Linked DNA regions of Triticum aestivum: region 2 is linked to region 1. The links are chromatin contacts, called in public Hi-C maps. All regions are on one chromosome and are shown on one strand. The core of a region is the stretch at or near the end of the contact, and the rest is flanking DNA. Distances in the headings are between cores, read along the strand shown.

What was found. A called contact is a pair of places that touch in the nucleus more often than the background predicts.
Region 2: a contact with region 1 is called in a Hi-C map of leaf, with 4 times the contacts expected there. The contact joins the promoter of LOC123189317 here to the promoter of LOC123189316 in region 1. A contact is called at or near these places in 2 of 5 Hi-C or Micro-C datasets (both in leaf).

What each region holds. Positions count from the first base shown.
Region 1 is chr2A:540,869,746-540,874,148 of IWGSC CS RefSeq v2.1, reverse strand. LOC123189316 (histone H2B.1-like) reads right to left here and starts at 1,905. Exons shown (of 1, transcript XM_044601710.1): 1 at 1,247-1,905. The coding sequence starts at 1,815. The coding sequence ends at 1,357.
Region 2 is chr2A:541,112,611-541,117,013 of IWGSC CS RefSeq v2.1, reverse strand. It overlaps LOC123189317 (ferric reduction oxidase 7, chloroplastic), which reads right to left and starts at 1,907. Exons shown (of 10, transcript XR_006495702.1): 1 at 1,573-1,907; 2 at 1,344-1,434; 3 at 593-790; 4 at 1-25.

The sequences.
Region 1 (4,403 bases), core at 656-3,155:
TCCCTCTGGGGTCGAGGTCCTCAAGCGTAATGGACCAGGAGATGGGATTTGTCCACTGTGTGGCATGGTCGAGGATGATAACCACATCTTCTCTTGCTCCACAGCCCAATTCCTATGGTCCTATTTCCACAAGACGGTTGATGGACAGTGGTGCAACACCAACTTCCCCGACTTGCTTGTTGAGATCCTCGCCTCCCCCCCCTCGATACCACCACACTCGGTGGCTGTGTGTCGGGGTCCTCGCCTGGACGCTTTGGACCATCCGCAACAAGCTTGTTATTCAGTAAGTGCCTCTCCGACAGGCGACTGACGCAATCTTCAAAATGTGTGGTTTCTTGCAGCTATGGCGGTCGCTTAGCCGCCCCCAGGACCGGGACGCCATCAACACCCTCATCACCGACCTTCGCTCGATTGCCGTCCGCATGGCGCCCCCGCCGCCACCCCCTTCTCCGGAGCCCGATTGAGTTCGTGTTGCTGGGTGTAGGCGTGTGGGTGCTATTTTTTCTGTTTCCAGGACTTGTTGAGTTGTGCCCTCAGCATTAACCCTTTTATGTACTTGTGGTTGTGCGAGACTTGTGTGCGTGTGTGTGAACTTTGTTGGATACTGTCTTGGACGGTTTGCTTTATAATATAAAGCGGGGCGAAAGCCTTTTTCGGTATGGACACCGCTGACTTAACACATTCACAGACCTGAACACGAGAGCATTTCCACCGAGCAGTTACGATTAGCACACAGGAGCACTTGCTTCTGCACCTGCAACTACAAGAACACATCTGGGTGATTCAGAAATCTGAAACATTGCATCAGTACGAAAGCTCAGTCTGAAACAAATCATCACTTGTTCTTGCAACAAACAAGTGCCAAGGCAATGTTAGGAGTACCATACGTAACAAGAACAAGTCATGGCAAACAAATCAGACGGTTTGTTCTTATTCATGGCCAGCAGTGGACAGCGACGAGGCAATTAAGACCGACCTGTAAAACACTGGGTTCTGCACAAACTGAAGAAACAAAAACCTGAAAACCTATATGCGAGGGGCAGGAATTGTAAGCAGAATCTCATGTCTGAGATTGAATAAAAATTAGAACATGTTAGGCATTAAGTAAATCACCGCCGAAATCAGTAAATAGAACCAGCAACACAACATTGTTTCCGAAATCTTCATTGGCCAATAGACCAGCGGACATAACTCACTTCTTGCAGGTGGCCAACGAGCCAACAAACCATTTGCAATGATTCAGCAATTTTCATCCAACAGTAGGACTAATATTACTTGCAGATAACCAGAGTCCACAGACAAGCACTAAGCCAACAGCAAGGAACTACATTTGCTACTAGATACAGGCGACGCGATCTAAGAGGAGGTAAACTTGGTGACGGCCTTGGTGCCCTCGGAGACGGCGTGCTTGGCGAGCTCCCCAGGGAGGACGAGGCGTACGGAGGTCTGGATCTCCCTGGAGGTGATGGTGGGCTTCTTGTTGTAGCGGGCGAGCTTGGCAGCCTCCCCGGCGAGCTTCTCGAAGATGTCGTTGATGAAGGAGTTCATGATGGACATGGCCTTGGAGGAGATGCCGATGTCAGGGTGCACCTGCTTCAGCACCTTGAAGATGTAGATCTTGTAGGTCTCGACGCTCTTCTTGCCCTTCTTCCTGCCCCTCTTCTCGCCGCCCTCCTTGGAGGCGGTCTTGCCCGCCGGAACCCGCTTCTCGGCCCTCGGCTTCTTCCCAGCAGGGGCCTTCTCGGCCTTCTCCGCCGCGGGCTCCTCCTCCGCAGGCTTCTTCGCCGCCGGCTTCTTCTCCGCCTTGGGGGCCATCGCTGCTTCGGGAGGGGGAGAAGGGAGGGTGTGTTGCTTCGCCGCCGGAAGGGGTTTGGGACTTGGAGCGGGAGGAGATGTTGGGGAAAGCAGAGCGGGGGTGATGGACTTATAGAGGTGGAGAGGTGAGCGCTGATTGGTGGAGGGGTGTGTCTCCCGGATCGGTGATGTTGAACGGTCGGATGCGTTCGGCGCTATTGGACCTGGACGTCCGGGATGCGTTTCGGCGCGGATCGCGGGCGTGGGGCGCGGTAGTGCCATTTTGGAAAGAGCGGGACCGGGAAGACGAGAAGAGCGGGTCAATTTTGGAGCGCGGACGGCGAGAATGTTTTCCGATTTCGCGCTTTTGAGAGAGATCCATTTCGCGGTTAATTTTGGCACTGGGACCCATGGCTGTGTCCGGGAGTACTATAAATTAAAAAAATAACATAGTAACTGGGAATGAAAACTCCAACACGGATCACCTAATGAACATCATCAAATATTCAAATATTCACAGAAACAGTCGGAAGATGGATAATGGACATGGCAGAGGCCATTCAACCGGAGCCATCAAACGTCCGTCCTTGTCGGCCTCCTACATTTGACAAAATTTATTTACATTAATACCAATTCAATACATCACGCGATCAGCTTAATTTATGACCACGGGCCCACGCGTCAGCGACGGCGCTCGTCCTTTTTTAAGCCAACCGTGCGGCGGGGCCGTCCTCATCCAAACTCGCCGTCCACATCTAGCCAGCTCTGCTTCCCCGTCACCGACAAACCCTAGCCACCAGAACCACAGCGAGATGGGGCTCTTCTCCGGCGCCGGCAGCAGCAAGGCCAATGGCAAGGCCCCCGCCACCCCTTTCCCCGCAGAGTTCCTCCCGCCTCCGCCGGCGCCTCGCCGGCAGAGGCGGCGCGTGAACGTGCCAGTGCACCAGGCGGAGTGGCACTGGCGGCACCGCCAGCCTCTGCCGTACCATGGCGTGACCCTGCCGCACGACTGGCATCTGGATCCATATAGGATCCCAGTGCCGGCGGCGCCGCGGACGGCTAGGGCTCACACGGAGGAGGTGAGGCGCCGGCGGGCGCTGCTGATGCCGGAGCAGCGCCGCGAGCCCGCCTACACATCCGACTCGCCCCACTGGGCGAGGAGGCGAGGCGACGGGCATGCGCGAGGTCGACCGGAGCGAGCCGTCGCCGCCGCTCATCGTTCGCGGGGAGGACCGGGCATCCGACATAATTATCCATCACTGATCCATTGCCTACGAGCTTTTCATATATTGATCTTCGCTTATTTACTTTTTCGTTGCTACTGTTATAATCACTATAAATCAAAAATATTACTTTTGCTACCGTTACCACTACTATCTTATTACTTTGATACTAAACACTTTGTTGCGGATATTAAGTTTCCAGGTGTGGTTGAATTGACAACTCAGCTGCTAATACTTGAGATATTCTTTGGCTCCCCTTGTGTCGAATCAATAAATTTATGTTGAATACTCTACTCTCGAAAATTGTTGTGATCCCCTATACTCGTGGGTTATCAAGACTATTTTTTGGCGCCTTTGCCAGGGAGCATAGCTCTATTCTTCGAGTCACTTGGGATTTATATCTGCTGATCATTATGAAGAACTTAAAAGATCAAAGACCCAAGATTTTCCCTCAACTACGAGGGGATGTAAGAAACTGTCATCTAGCTCTGCACTTGATTCACCTTCTGTTTTGAGTAAATTTGCGACAACTACACCTGCTATTCATTCTGATATGTCGCATATTATTGATGGTGCCACTTCTGCTTTGCATGATTATGATGAAACTACTTCTATGCTTGATAATACTGTGCCATTAGGTGAATTTCTTGATGAACAACTGGCTAGGGTTAGAGAGAATGAAATTTTTGAAATTGATAATATTGATGAAAGAGATGATGAAGATTCTCCCCCTAGGTATGAATTGCCTGTTGTGCCTGAGGGTTATGTTATAGATGAAGAAACTGCTAGAGACTTCTTAGCTTGCAATGATAGATCTGATTTTAAGAAATTATTATCTAAGCTTAAAGAAAAGTCCTTGAATGCTAAAATGAAACATGACCATGCTTTTGCTACTTCACCTATCTTTATTACTGATAAGGATTATGATTTCTCTGTCGATCCTGAGTTAATTACTTTGGTTGAATATGATCCTTTTTATGGCTATGAATCAGAAATTGTTGTGGCACATCTTACTAAACTAAATGATATAGCCACCCTGTTTACTCATGATGAGAAAACCCGCTATTACTTTATCCGTAAGTTGTTTCCGTTCTCATTAAAGGGTGATGCTAAAACATGGTTTAATTCTCTTGATCCTAGTTGTGTGCTTAGTCCCCAGGATATGATTTATTACTTCTCTACTAAATATTTCCCTGCTCATAAGAAACAAGTTGCCTTAAGGGAAATATATAATTTTGTGCAAATTGAAGAAGAGAGTCTCCCACAAGCTTGGGGGAGGCTTCTTTGATTACCTAATGTTTTCCTGATCATCCTCTCAAGAAAAAATGAAATACTTGATATCCTTTATAATGGACTAACCGATGCTTCCAGAGACCACCTGGATAG
Region 2 (4,403 bases), core at 658-3,157, 240 kb before region 1:
GCCTATGAGAGCCAGTAACAACTCACTGCAAGGCAAAACTTATACTGTCTTAGAACTGTGTTGAGATGGTAACTAATTTCTACTATTATATATGCTATGTTTCAGCAACATCATCAGTCTCAGTAGTAGCATGTCAACTGAGCATTCTGAATCAGTTACAGGACAACAAGGTACCATCAACTCATATCAATATGTATTTGGCATATACAGATCACTAATTTAAGTTACTGCAGATATATCTATATGTTTCATTTTGATTTCCATGTCAACTAAGTGATGGCTCTAAAAATGACTATACAATGATCCATACTCCACCAATCTTTTTCTGAACGTCTCATAACTTCAGTTTCAACCACATAAAACTTTACCCCTACAAGAACTAATACTTGAGGCTTAATAATGTATTGACACCAAGATCTATACCATCTTCATTACTTTAGCCGCGGTGATGAGAATAATATGGTACTATCACTAAATGAAAATATAATTTGGTATTTTTCATGCTCGGTAACTGTAAGGATAAGAACAGGATTAGTCGATCAGTACTGGCATGAAACATTTCTTCACTAACAGGTTTCATAATACAACATACCTGCGAGTAGTTGGGGGCAAGTGCGCTTTGGAGATGAAGCTCACACTGTCTACAACATAATAGGTCATCGAGAAGACAATATAGACGATGAACAAGACGATCCCGATAAACTCAACAGCGGAAACAACACCAAGCGGACCATCAACAAGAACCGGAAAAGTCCAGAGTCGGAAACTCAGTGACCTCAGCTTCTTCTTTCTGGTAGCAAAGAGCAGGTAAATAATTAGCGATGGCAGCATGAGGCAGGCCACTCTTTTGGTGGTTTGGAATTTCTATGGTGTGAGTAAGGGAAAACTATACTACTCCCTCCATTCACAAATAAAATTTGTTTTGGTAACCTTTTTGTGAATCGGATGTATATAGACACGTTTTAGTGTGTTTGGTCACTCATTTCAGTCTATATGTAGTCCATATTGAAATATGCAAAACATGTTATATTTGTGAACAGATGGAGTACTATTTTGTTAGTTCGAGTCTCTATGGTGGTTCAGTTCATCGTGCTGTTTTCATGTCAAAATGAGTAAGCCTGTGCAACTCCTGCAATAACACCTTATACGAGAAACGGACTGCAGCTGCAAGATTTTGCTAATGTATCCAGAGAATCCAGTGCTTGAATAAAAAAGGATACTCTAACTTTTAGTCCAGGTACTGTATCAATTCATGGAAAGAAAGGGCTCGTCTGAATCAACTCTAAATAAATGAACCGAAAGCACCAAATCGCCGCAAAATTCAGACAAGGAGGAATACTCACTGGATGTGATCACCCGCGAAGGCGAAGATGTACACATATGCCAGAGCTGCAATTAACAGAATCGGCCCGCTGAAGAATAGAAAAACGGTCCCTGCGAGAGGCGAGAAAGCGAAAGGGGAACCCAATTAGTACGAACGAACCCCTTCTGAGCGATCACCTACTTTTTTCCCCTGCCTCAACGGAAGGGGAGAAAGAGAAGAGGGGGCAGGAATTCGTGGAGGCCGCGTACCGGTGAGGCCGGTGATCAGGCCCTCCGTGCTGGTGATGTCCGCCCACTTGCGGAACGCCGCCTGCACGGGCGCGGTCGGGTAGAAGAAGATCCCCGCGGCCCAGGTGAGGAACACCGCCCACATGAGGAACTTGAGCACGGACCTGGCCAGCGACGGCAGCACGGCAGGGGAGCCCTTCGCCCCGGCGGCGGCATTGCCGGCGCCCCCGTTCTGCTTCAGGAGCGGCTCCCGTTCTTGGGTCATGGTGGCGGCGAGGGGGGGTGAAAGAAGGAGTAAACCGGCGGGAGGGAGGTCTGGCTGTGGCCTGTGGGTCTCTCTGTGCCGGGACCCGCCGCTTTATACGGTCCAGAACTCGGCGTACGAGGGTCTCGCTGGTAACGGCGACTGCGACGGACGGGTTGCGGGGTTGGGGTGGGAGGGTGCAGCAAGCATGCATACGCGACGCCTGCGCCATGGATAAAAATATTTTTTCTTCAGGCGTGAATACAGAATACTAGATATATGTTGCTAGTTGCTGGTCGTTGTTAATGGCGACGGCGATCGACGGATGGCGGCCGGGAGGATGAAACCGATGCGTCTTTCACCCTGCTGCTCAGGTGGTCACGTCCAACGTCGGTGTGGACAAGCGGCGAGCCACACAGCCAGCGTGTGTGCCAGAACAGAGTTGGATAACCGGAAGGGGAAGATAAACATGGTATATCCTGGAAGAAAAAGAAAAAGGCATACAGTAAGATAATCATAGGCGGGTGAGTTTCAGAGATCCAACCGTTTTTTTTTCTGGATAAGATGTACACTCTTCTTTTTTTCAAATAGGTAAACATTTGATGTTGATTCATCATCCAGAAAAAAGAAGAACATTTCCAGTTGATGAATACTTCTATAGAGAAGTGACCTTTAAAATGTAGTCTGTGACGAGAACGAGCTGTGACGAGATGGTTGGGGTTGGCAGTGGCCACCCAACCCGCCCAAGATTGATCCCAGGGATCAACTTGGGTGTTTCACCCATGGTATTTTTCCCTTGTAGGTATCTCACACATTTATTTGTGTGCGTATAGACTATAGCAGTTTTTTTTAACACGGCACAGTTGAAGCTACTCACATACACAAGCATACACTCATCAGCATCTTCTAGAGACTGAGTCGGCACACCATCTTAATATTGACGAAGTCGTCACAAACGTCTTTGTAGTTGACGGGAACGTTTCTGTCGGTGTCAAAACCGGCGAATCTCGGATAAGGGGTCCCGAACTGTGCGTCTAGGTCGGATGGTAACATGAGGCAGGGGACACGATGTTTTACCCAGGTTCGGGCCCTCTTTATGGAGGTAAAACCCTACGTCCTGCTTGATTTATATTGATGATATGGGTAGTACAAGAGTAGATCTACCAGGAGATCGGAGAGGCTAAACCCTAGAAGCTAGCCTATGGTATGATTGTCGTTCGTCCTACGGACTAAAACTCTTCGATTTATATAGACACCGGAGAGGGCTAGGGTTACACAGAGTCGGTTACAATGGTAGGAGATCTACATATCCGTATCGCCAAGCTTGCCTTCCACGCCAAGGAAAGTCCCTTCCGGACACGAGACGAAGTCTTCAATCTTGTATCTTCATAATCCAGGAGTCCGGTCGAAGGTATAGTCCGGCCGTCCGGACACTCCCTAATCCAGGACTCCCTTAGTAGCCCCTGAACCAGGCTTCAATGACGACGAGTCCGGCGCGCAGATTGTCTTCGGCATTGTAAGGCGGGTTCCTCCTCCAAGTACTTCATAGAAGATTTTGAACACAAAGGTAGTGTCCGGCTCTGCAAAATAAGTTTCCACATATTGCCATAGAGAGAATAATATTTACACAAATCTAATCTGCTGACGTATTCCATAGCGTGACATCACACCACGGCCAAGTCTTTATTCGAATCGTTTTACTGTCCCACCTCAGCGCGTTTAGCGAGGCGGTTTCCTTGGCACGTCTTGTTAAAGCAGAGATCGTGTCCCCTTATTCCGGGATTCTCATCAATACGGGTGTGGGTAACCCAACCGCGCCATTGACTACGGCGCTTGGGAGATAAGCGAGTTTTACCAGGCTGATGGGGGCGCATAGTCGCGTCCGCCCATATAAGGGGATAAGGATCCACCTTTTCATCCACACCTTCTTCCTCCTTTGCCTATCCACTTCCGCGCACTCGAGCTCCAGCGCCCAAGTCCGCACACCCCACCTCAATCTTCTTCAGTCATGTCCGGAGCGGGAGGCAAGTGGATGGTCTCCTCCGTCACGGAGGGACACAGCAAAAGACCGAGGAAGACTGGATACTTGTCTAACGACATTGCGCACCGGCTTCCCGAAGAGGGGCAGCTCATCCCCACCCCTAGGCCCCATGAGAGGGTGGTGTTCCTCCCCCATTTCCTCCGCGGACTGGGCTTCCCTCTCCACCCATTTGTCCGGGGGCTCATGTTCTACTATGACCTGGATTTCCACAATCTGGCCCCGAATTTTGTCCTCAACATCTCGGCGTTTATCGTCGTGTGCGAGGCTTTCTTCCGCATCCGTCCCCATTTTGCCCTATGGCTCAAGACTTTCAATGTCAAGCCAAAGGTGGTGCGCGGCACCCAAGCGGAGGCGCCATGGTGGGCAAGATGCCCAACGTCCTATGGTTCGAGGGCTCCTTCGTGGAGTCCCTAAAGGGGTGGCAGTCGGGGTGGTTTTACATCACCGAGCCGCGCGACCCTGAATGGGTCGCAGCCCCCGAGTTCCGATTCGGACCCCCTACGCAGCTCGCCTCCTGGAAAGAGACGGGCCTGTCGTGGGGTAAAAAAGGAGAGCTGACCGGGCTCC